Linked DNA regions of Triticum aestivum: all the other regions are linked to region 3. A link is a contact called in public HiCAR-type data. All regions are on one chromosome and are shown on one strand. Each heading gives the region's core, a stretch centred on a gene start, on an enhancer-like site or on the middle of the called end of the contact. The rest is flanking DNA. Distances are from core to core; before and after follow the strand shown. Region 1 holds the start of LOC123163683 (L-type lectin-domain containing receptor kinase SIT2). Region 2 holds the start of LOC123166619 (hexose carrier protein HEX6). Region 3 holds the start of LOC123166779 (kinesin-like protein KIN-4C).

The links. HiCAR-type assays count read pairs that join an accessible place to other places.
Region 1: a contact with region 3 is called in a HiCAR-type map of leaf, with 6 times the contacts expected there. The contact joins the promoter of LOC123163683 here to the promoter of LOC123166779 in region 3. A contact is called at or near these places in 1 of 5 Hi-C or Micro-C datasets (leaf) and 1 of 1 datasets of contacts at active chromatin or transcription factors (leaf).
Region 2: a contact with region 3 is called in a HiCAR-type map of leaf, with 6 times the contacts expected there. The contact joins the promoter of LOC123166619 here to the promoter of LOC123166779 in region 3. A contact is called at or near these places in 1 of 5 Hi-C or Micro-C datasets (leaf) and 1 of 1 datasets of contacts at active chromatin or transcription factors (leaf).

What each region holds. Positions count from the first base shown.
Region 1 is chr7D:48,993,433-48,996,132 of IWGSC CS RefSeq v2.1, reverse strand. LOC123163683 (L-type lectin-domain containing receptor kinase SIT2) reads right to left here and starts at 1,281. Exons shown (of 1, transcript XM_044581040.1): 1 at 1-1,281. The coding sequence starts at 1,150. LOC123171544 (L-type lectin-domain containing receptor kinase SIT2) reads right to left here. Exons shown (of 1, transcript XM_044588999.1): 1 at 2,516-2,700.
Region 2 is chr7D:48,939,492-48,942,290 of IWGSC CS RefSeq v2.1, reverse strand. LOC123166619 (hexose carrier protein HEX6) reads left to right here and starts at 1,372. Exons shown (of 1, transcript XM_044584424.1): 1 at 1,372-2,799. The coding sequence starts at 1,453.
Region 3 is chr7D:48,507,224-48,509,923 of IWGSC CS RefSeq v2.1, reverse strand. LOC123166779 (kinesin-like protein KIN-4C) reads right to left here and starts at 1,304. Exons shown (of 7, transcript XR_006483703.1): 1 at 688-1,304; 2 at 510-566.

The sequences.
Region 1 (2,700 bases), core at 32-2,531, 490 kb before region 3:
ATTCACGCGACACCCTCTTCACGGCGATCTCCAAATTGGATTCGGAAAGCAGGCCTTTGTACACTCTCCCGAACCCTCCGACGCCGAGCAAGTTTTTTTCCTTAAACCCATCAGTGGCACGATGCAGATCCTTGTATGCATATCGGTGGGGGCCGAACTCGTCTTCCCAGCCTTCGCGCACCTCGGCGAACCGGCGCCGACGCCACAGAAAGAAGAAGACCGCAGCCAGCGCTGCTGCCACGAGCAACGCGCTGGCCAGCGGCAACACGATGTCCAGGACCTTGGACCGAGGCTTGGGTCCCAGGCGTGGCAGGGCAGGAAGCTTGGACAAGTCAAGAGGCGGGGCAGGCCCGTCCAAGCTGAAGCTCCATCCGAGCAGGTAGTGATGCCCCGAGATGACTCCCGACGACGCAGAGAAGCCGACGTACATCGCGTCCGCCATGAGCGTGGAGAGGTCGATGGCCTCGGAGAGCAGAGGCTTGCTGGGCTTGGGCACGTGCACGGGGGCTAGTGTCACCTCGAGCCGCTTGGACTGGCCGTCGTAGTCCACCCACAACTGCATGGGCTGTCGGCTGTTAAGCCTGAGGTCCCGAAGGGCGCCGCCGCCGTCGTCGTCGTAGTAGCCAGCCGGCTGGGCCTGCCGCGACACGAGGCTGTTGACGTCGATGCCGACGTGATTGCTGTTGATGTCGCGGAACTCGGGGCTGAGGATGGTGTCGAGCTCGACGGCCAAGATGGGGGCGCTGGCGGTGCCGTTGGTGGTGTTGAGGAGGCCCAGGTACTGGCCGGAGTTGGCGGTGGTGAAGTTGGTGGTCGGGGCGACGACGAAGGCGAGCCCGTGGTCGCTGAGGCCGTCGTAGCCCGACACGATGGCGAAGACGAAGGACGTGGAGAAGGAGCGCACCGCCGTGGCGTTGGCCGAGCCGCCGAGGAAGCGGAGCGGGGCGGGGTGGAAGGCGTGGGCCTTAGTCTGCTGCGTGAAGTTGGTGAGCGCGAGCAGGCCGCCGGGCATGACGGCGGCGAGGCCGTCCAGGGTAAGGTTGGCGCCGGCGAAGCCTTGGTAGGCGAACTGGCCATCGTCCAGCTGCGACCAGGCCACCTCGCCGCCACGGCTCAGCAGCAGGAGTATGAGCAGGAGTAGGGCCGGCATAGTTTCTTCCTGGACAAAAGAAAACTCAGTAGTATGACTGAATCTTGGGCGGCTAACCAAAATTTGCTTCGTTTGTGATCATGCCGCGCGCTAGACTTTAACGGTGTGCTGGTTGTGCACAGCACAGATGGTGGTTGTGCAGTTGGTGCATGAATGCCGTCCGCGCATGCTGAAAGTCAGATATACAGATATGATAAGGACGTACCTGCTGGAATGCTACTCCAACGGCTATGGATGGGTCTTGAATATGTCAGCGCAAGACTAGTCCACCTTCAGAAATAAAAACCGAAATTGTCCAATGCAATTACTTGCTTAGATGATACGGAACCCTTGCAGGCCACATACAATAATTCTGCGATCGCTTGCTGTTAACATCAGAGATTTCCACCTTTCCAACTGCCGTTGGACTTGTTTACTAGTACTTACCTCCGTCCTGATTTATTGCTCCTCTTCATATTTTGTATTAAATTTTAACTATCAAATTAACTAATAAAATTGTTAATGCATGTCATAAAAAATTATCGTTGTATTCGTATTTGAACATAGTTTCCGATGATATAGTTTTTACTACGTGTGATTTATATTTTATTAGCTAAAATCATGATTAAAATATGACCTTAAATATGATGAGGACTAATAAATCAGAACGAATGTAGTAGTAGGGTTCTTCGGGGCCCCTCTCTTGTTTCAGAAAGAAAAACAAATCTTTGAATCCTTGAATCGATCTGAAGAAGTTGACACCAAATCTCGCCGTTACCTACGCACGACGAGATACCTTAACTCCAGTACGTTTACATGTGATGTGGATGTCTATAATTGTAAGATTTCTTGCATAGTGCAAATGTCAGTGTGTATACTGTAACGATGTTTTAATGTGTTTGTCATGACTTTAGTTACCAAGGGTCGTAAGTATGCTCTGTTTGAAAGTTGTCTGGTCATGGAACATTGCACGGTTTAAATTTTAGTCACCGAACATGTGCATGTGGTGGCTAAGCTACCAAGTGCCTCTTGGTCACTACTAATGCTTTTAGTCACCACCATTTGCTTTGTACCTACTGCTTTCACTTAGTCTCACCAAGCTGTAGTCGGTAGCTATTGATATGACTTTTAGTGACTAGTAATCACAATGGTGGCCCCCAAATATCTGTAGTGACTTTGCTATAGCCGCCATGAAGAGACCAAGTAGTGTTGGTAGTAACCAAGTTTGAACTTTTAGCAACCAACCACCTTATATAGCGGCCAAAAGTCATAGCTCTAGTAGTGTTGACGAAAGATACAACATATTAACATCAATCAAAATAGATAAATGAATCAGTCCTCGTCAGATGTTGAAATCAAAGTAGGAACATAGAAAAGTAAGGGATTCAAAGTTCTGATCTGATAGGAAACACATCGCTAGTGACAAAGAAAATATTCTATTGAAAAGAGTCCCGATCTCACTGGAAACATACAAGAAGTAGTAATACATGCACATCTACCATACATAAACATGATACACCTTTTTGTTATAAAGATACATCTATACGAAAAGAAAGTAAACCATTATATAC
Region 2 (2,799 bases), core at 123-2,622, 430 kb before region 3:
GGTGGATCAGCAGCATTTTTCTATGCTCGAATAACCCTCTTGAGTTGGTATGTGTGGCTTTCTTTCTATTCAGTAGAGAAGTGGTCAGATGTCAGATTTGTGTAACCACTAGGACAGAAAAGTTCATGCTTATACTCATGCTTGAAAATTCAATACTTATTTGTGATGCAGGTTCCTTACCACAGGTCGATGGAAATGTTCAAAAGGTTGATGGTGGAAGTTATTCCTAGTTCAGTATGGATATAGTTCACATAGTTGTGATATTTTTAGTGGAACAAAGTATTGTTTCTTGCTGAACCTGTAACCATAATTAGCATTTTCATTGGTGTTGCACTATTGGTCCGACTTTGGCATGTAAGGTTACATGCATGTGTGGATGCAAGTTGAATATTTGTTCTTTTGCGAACTGTGTATTTAGTGTTTTTTTTCGTTCAAATTTCTGTATGAAATTTTAGTCCCAAATTTCGTGAACTTTTTTAGAAAAGAGGGACAAACATTATTCTGGTATTTACTCCCCCCGTTCCCTAATATAAGACCTTTTAGCTATTTCAAAATATTGACCACATACATGCTAAAATAAGTGAACAATCATACTAAAATGTGTCTACATACATACGAATCAAGAAAAAGCTAAAAGGTCTTATATTAAGGAACGGAGGGAGTACATGACAATATTGTGAGAAAAAATGAAGTTATTTGTGGTGATTTTTATTGTAATGATATTTTTCTTTTACACATTTTGTCCTATTGGATGGGCATGTCCCGTTCTGGTATTGCCTGCGGGGATTTCTCTTCCCTCCCCCTTGGTGTCCAAATGGCAAAGGGTATTTCCACATAGTGGGAGGGGATCTTGTATGGGCAGGGAAATCCCACTTCTGGGGTTTACTATCCAGGATTTTTCATCCCCAACAACCAAACTAGCCCTTATGGGAAACTAGTACTCCCTCCGTAAACTAATATAATAGCGTTTAGAACTATTTTAGTTATCTAAACACTCTTATATTAGTTTACAGAGGGAGTACTATTTAAAAAGAACTAGTACTCAAGTTATGTGAAAGCCTTCAAGTTACAATAGCACAAGAACAAAAAAGCAAAATAGGCAATCAGCTTCACATCTCCCTCAAACCAAACCAGTCAACACAATCTCTGGTGAGTAGAAAAACAGGAAGAAATCGCCATGGATAGCTACTCGCGCTGGTCACTGAAAGCGCCTTGGTAGATTATTTGTAGACGAGATTGCACAAGAAGAAGGAACCAAAATCAGCATCGCAATCTACTACCAGTCAACACACGGACCAGTCAGCCATGGCGATCAGTCACTGGACGAACTGTTTTGTACCGTCCACACATGCCGCGCACGAGAACCACAACTGCACTTCCGCAAAGATAACCATTTACTGAGTACGTGGCCTCACGCAGCTAGCTCGATCGGCTCGGTCTGATCGATCGGCCATGGCGGCCGGCAGCGTCGTCGGCGTCTCCGAGAGCAATGATGGAGGAGGCGGCGGAAGGGTCACCATGTTCGTGGTGCTGTCGTGCATCACCGCCGGCATGGGCGGCGCCATCTTCGGCTACGACATCGGCATCGCCGGCGGGGTGTTGTCCATGGAGCCTTTCCTGCGCAAGTTCTTCCCGGACGTGTACCGCCGGATGAAAGGCGACTCCCATGTCAGCAACTACTGCAAGTTCGACAGCCAGCTCCTCACCGCCTTCACCTCCTCGCTCTACGTCGCCGGCCTGCTCACCACGTTCCTCGCGTCCGGCGTCACGGCCCGCCGTGGCCGCCGCCCGTCCATGCTCCTTGGCGGGGCCGCCTTTCTCGCCGGCGCGGCCGTCGGAGGTGCGTCGCTGAACGTCTACATGGCCATCCTGGGGCGCGTGCTCCTCGGGGTCGGGCTGGGCTTCGCGAACCAGGCCGTCCCGCTGTACCTGTCTGAGATGGCGCCGCCGCGGCACCGCGGCGCGTTCAGCAACGGCTTCCAGTTCAGCGTCGGCGTCGGCGCGCTCGCGGCCAACGTCATCAACTTCGGCACGGAGAAGATCAAGGGAGGCTGGGGGTGGCGCGTCTCGCTGTCCCTCGCCGCCGTGCCGGCCGGGCTCCTGCTCGTTGGCGCGGTCTTCCTCCCGGAGACGCCCAACAGCCTCGTCCAGCAGGGCAAGGACCGCCGCGAGGTGGCGGTCTTGCTGCGTAAGATCCGCGGCACCGACGACGTCGACCGCGAACTCGACGGCATCGTCGCCGCCGCCGACAGCGGTGCCGTGGCTGGCAGCAGCGGTCTCCGGATGCTCCTCACCCAGCGCCGGTACCGGCCGCAGCTGGTGATGGCCGTGGCGATCCCCTTCTTCCAGCAGGTGACGGGGATCAACGCGATCGCCTTCTACGCGCCGGTGCTGCTGCGCACGATCGGCATGGGCGAGAGCGCGTCGCTCCTGTCCGCGGTGGTCACGGGCGTGGTCGGCGCGGCCTCCACCCTCCTCTCCATGTTCCTCGTCGACCGTTTCGGCCGCCGCACGCTCTTCCTAGCCGGCGGCGCGCAGATGCTCGCGTCGCAGCTGCTGATCGGGGCCATCATGGCGGCGAAGCTGGGCGACGACGGCGGCGTGAGCAAGACATGGGCGGCGGCGCTGATCCTCCTGATCGCGGTGTACGTGGCCGGGTTCGGGTGGTCGTGGGGGCCGCTGGGGTGGCTGGTGCCGAGCGAGATCTTCCCGCTGGAGGTGCGGTCGGCGGGGCAGGGCGTGACGGTGGCGACGAGCTTCGTATTCACGGTGTTCGTGGCGCAGACGTTCCTGGCGATG
Region 3 (2,700 bases), core at 55-2,554:
TACAAATACCATCGATATGTCATTCAACTGCTGGAAAAATAGTATTATGTAATACAAAAGTATTAGAAGTGATGGAAGATGGATTCAGAAACACCAATGACATGCACTCGTATTTTTAAGTCTTCATACTATAGAGTTAACTACCTGCAAGTTATATGCGCATAAATAATCACAACACTTGGATAGCACCTACACATGGGATTAGATATTTAATTCACATAATCAGTTCTTCTGCTTCCATAAATTCAGAATTGCATAAAAAAGTATGTGTCTATGGAGTATAGATAAGGATTTGAATTGTTGACGCAGGGCCAACTGAGCCGTCCACTTGCCAAGTGCTTTTCTAGCATGGACGATGTGCACATGGTGCAAAGCTGGCTGAAGGAGTTGATAGATCAGATCCCGGCAAGGTTGCACACACAGAGGAAGACTCGATGGATTCTTGCCGGCTAGAAACAAACACAAGCAAGCACGCAGGTGGGAAAACAATATGTATATAGTGATTTTACCTCATAAATAGTTTGGTGGCTCCACTCCATAAGTATGAAATTCGTGATGTTGGCAGCCTGAAACTAAAAGAGAAATAATGATCTCCTTCATAAATATCAACAAAAGGAGAATGGGTTATTTGGGCGACCAATCAAAATCCTTGAAAGTTCAATACATCAGTTAGCAGCAAGTGTGTACCTGCAAAGCAATTCTTTCTCTGAGTCGCATGTAAATAGATTCGTAACATGGTGTATGTGTGGCAGATAGCACTATCAGATTCGTAATAAGACGCTGAACTATCCGAAAAATAAAAAGTCCCTGCAATGGCAGCTAGCACACACGCATCTTCCCATCCCATCCGCAGCATCATCTCTACCTGCACCCTCAAATCACTGAATGAGTTCCCAACTTGCATCCACATCCAAAAGCGAGTGCAGCAACCACTCTGCCATGTAAACACAGGAAACAAACATCATAGATTGACCGAGTAGCATCAAGATCAGATCAGGACAAGGAGAGCCCGTGTCAGGACCCTGACAGTCAGCCCATACTACGTGCCTGTATAAGCAGTGGCGGATCCAGAAATTCAATATTGAGTGCTCTTTTTTTTGCACCCTAATAGTCAAGCCAATTGGTTCACAGCAATACGAATTTCACAATAGCAACAATATCTGAAAAGATTAAGAAAATTACAAAATAGAAGGAGAAAACTACAATATGTCATGGCTTAAGGACGAGATATGACAACATCATCGTTCACTTGAAAAAAGAATTCCGTCCCAATTAATGTAATCAAGTTATGCATCAAATCTTCCTCCGTGAAATCCATAGAAAAAAGGTGTGCAAGCTTAACCCGGTGTCATCTACAACTTACAATTCAAAGATAATTCAAGACATGCTCTACTGCCTACAATTCAAAGATAATTATTTTTTTCCTGCTAATGAAATCAAGCAGATCCTCACTCAGTGTCATCTACACATTTTTCTCTCTGAATCTGAATAGCAGCTACACATTCAGTTGGGATTTCACAATGAATCTGAATAGCAGCTAGACATTCAGTTCACAGTATCATCGTTCACTCTGTCGTGTGCGTTCAACACAAAAGTGGCTGGTTTGCTGGTTTGTTGCCGGCTATTGGGCTGCTCTGAACTGAGCCTATAAGCTAGTATTTCTGTCATATAAAAAGTACATACCTATATACGAATTTTTGGCAAAAGAATTTGGATGTGCATCTGTACACCCATGTCCCATGGTGGATCCGCCCCTGCCTGTAAGGAAGCGAGTACTCGTCGGGGAGGAGAGGGGTACCTTCTGGAGAAGATTCACCTTGAGGAGATGGGGGATCAATGGAGAAGAGAGGCGTCGGGATGCACAGCCATCCCTGGTCGTGGCCGGCGAGGTCGTAGGGACAGGGCCGCACGGGCCTTTGTAGAGGAGGGGGGGAGGGGGTAGAGGATTGGCGGATGGGGAAGGGAAGTACCAGGGGTGTGGTGCCGCCTCGTTGGTCTCAATCGCCGCCGGTTGCCGGTATCCGAGGGGCCGCCGCCGGCGGTGTCCTGGTGTTCCTGATCCGCGACGGCCGCGTCCCGGTGATCCGCGACATATCCGAGGCGCGACGGTGGCGGTGGCTTCCTGGTGATCCGCGACGGCAGCGACGGTCGCTGGCGTCTCCCTGGTTCGGCGGTGGCGGCTGCGTCCCGGGAGAGGAGGAGCAGCGGCTGCGGCGATCTCGTGCGTCTGCAATCACAGATCGTACGTCGAGGGGATCGAGAGGAGCAGGAGGCATTGCTCGTACGTGTGTGCGGTTTGTTTGGCTTTTTTTTTGCTGGTTTAATTTCGTAGGTTAACCTTTGTAGATTTTTTTAGGACGATTTTCTGTCGATGAACCGTAGTGTTTCACAACGGGCATCGTGGTAGTATGCCGATTTTTTTTGTCGGTCTCGAGGGTGGAAGGGGGGAATCCAGGGGGAGTGGGAGGTGGGATCGAGGACGAAAATTAACCATTTCTGATGGGACGAAAATTGACCAGCGAAGACTATCAACTGCTTCATTAGAAGTAGAGATGGATGAATGATTACAGGACATGTTGATCAGCTCCCGCCTTCCCAGGGCAACGTCAACCACACCATGAGTGACACCATTATTTTATGTCAAAAAAGGAAAAGAAAGAGCCACACCAATAATATCGGGCCCTCATCTGACGCGGAAGC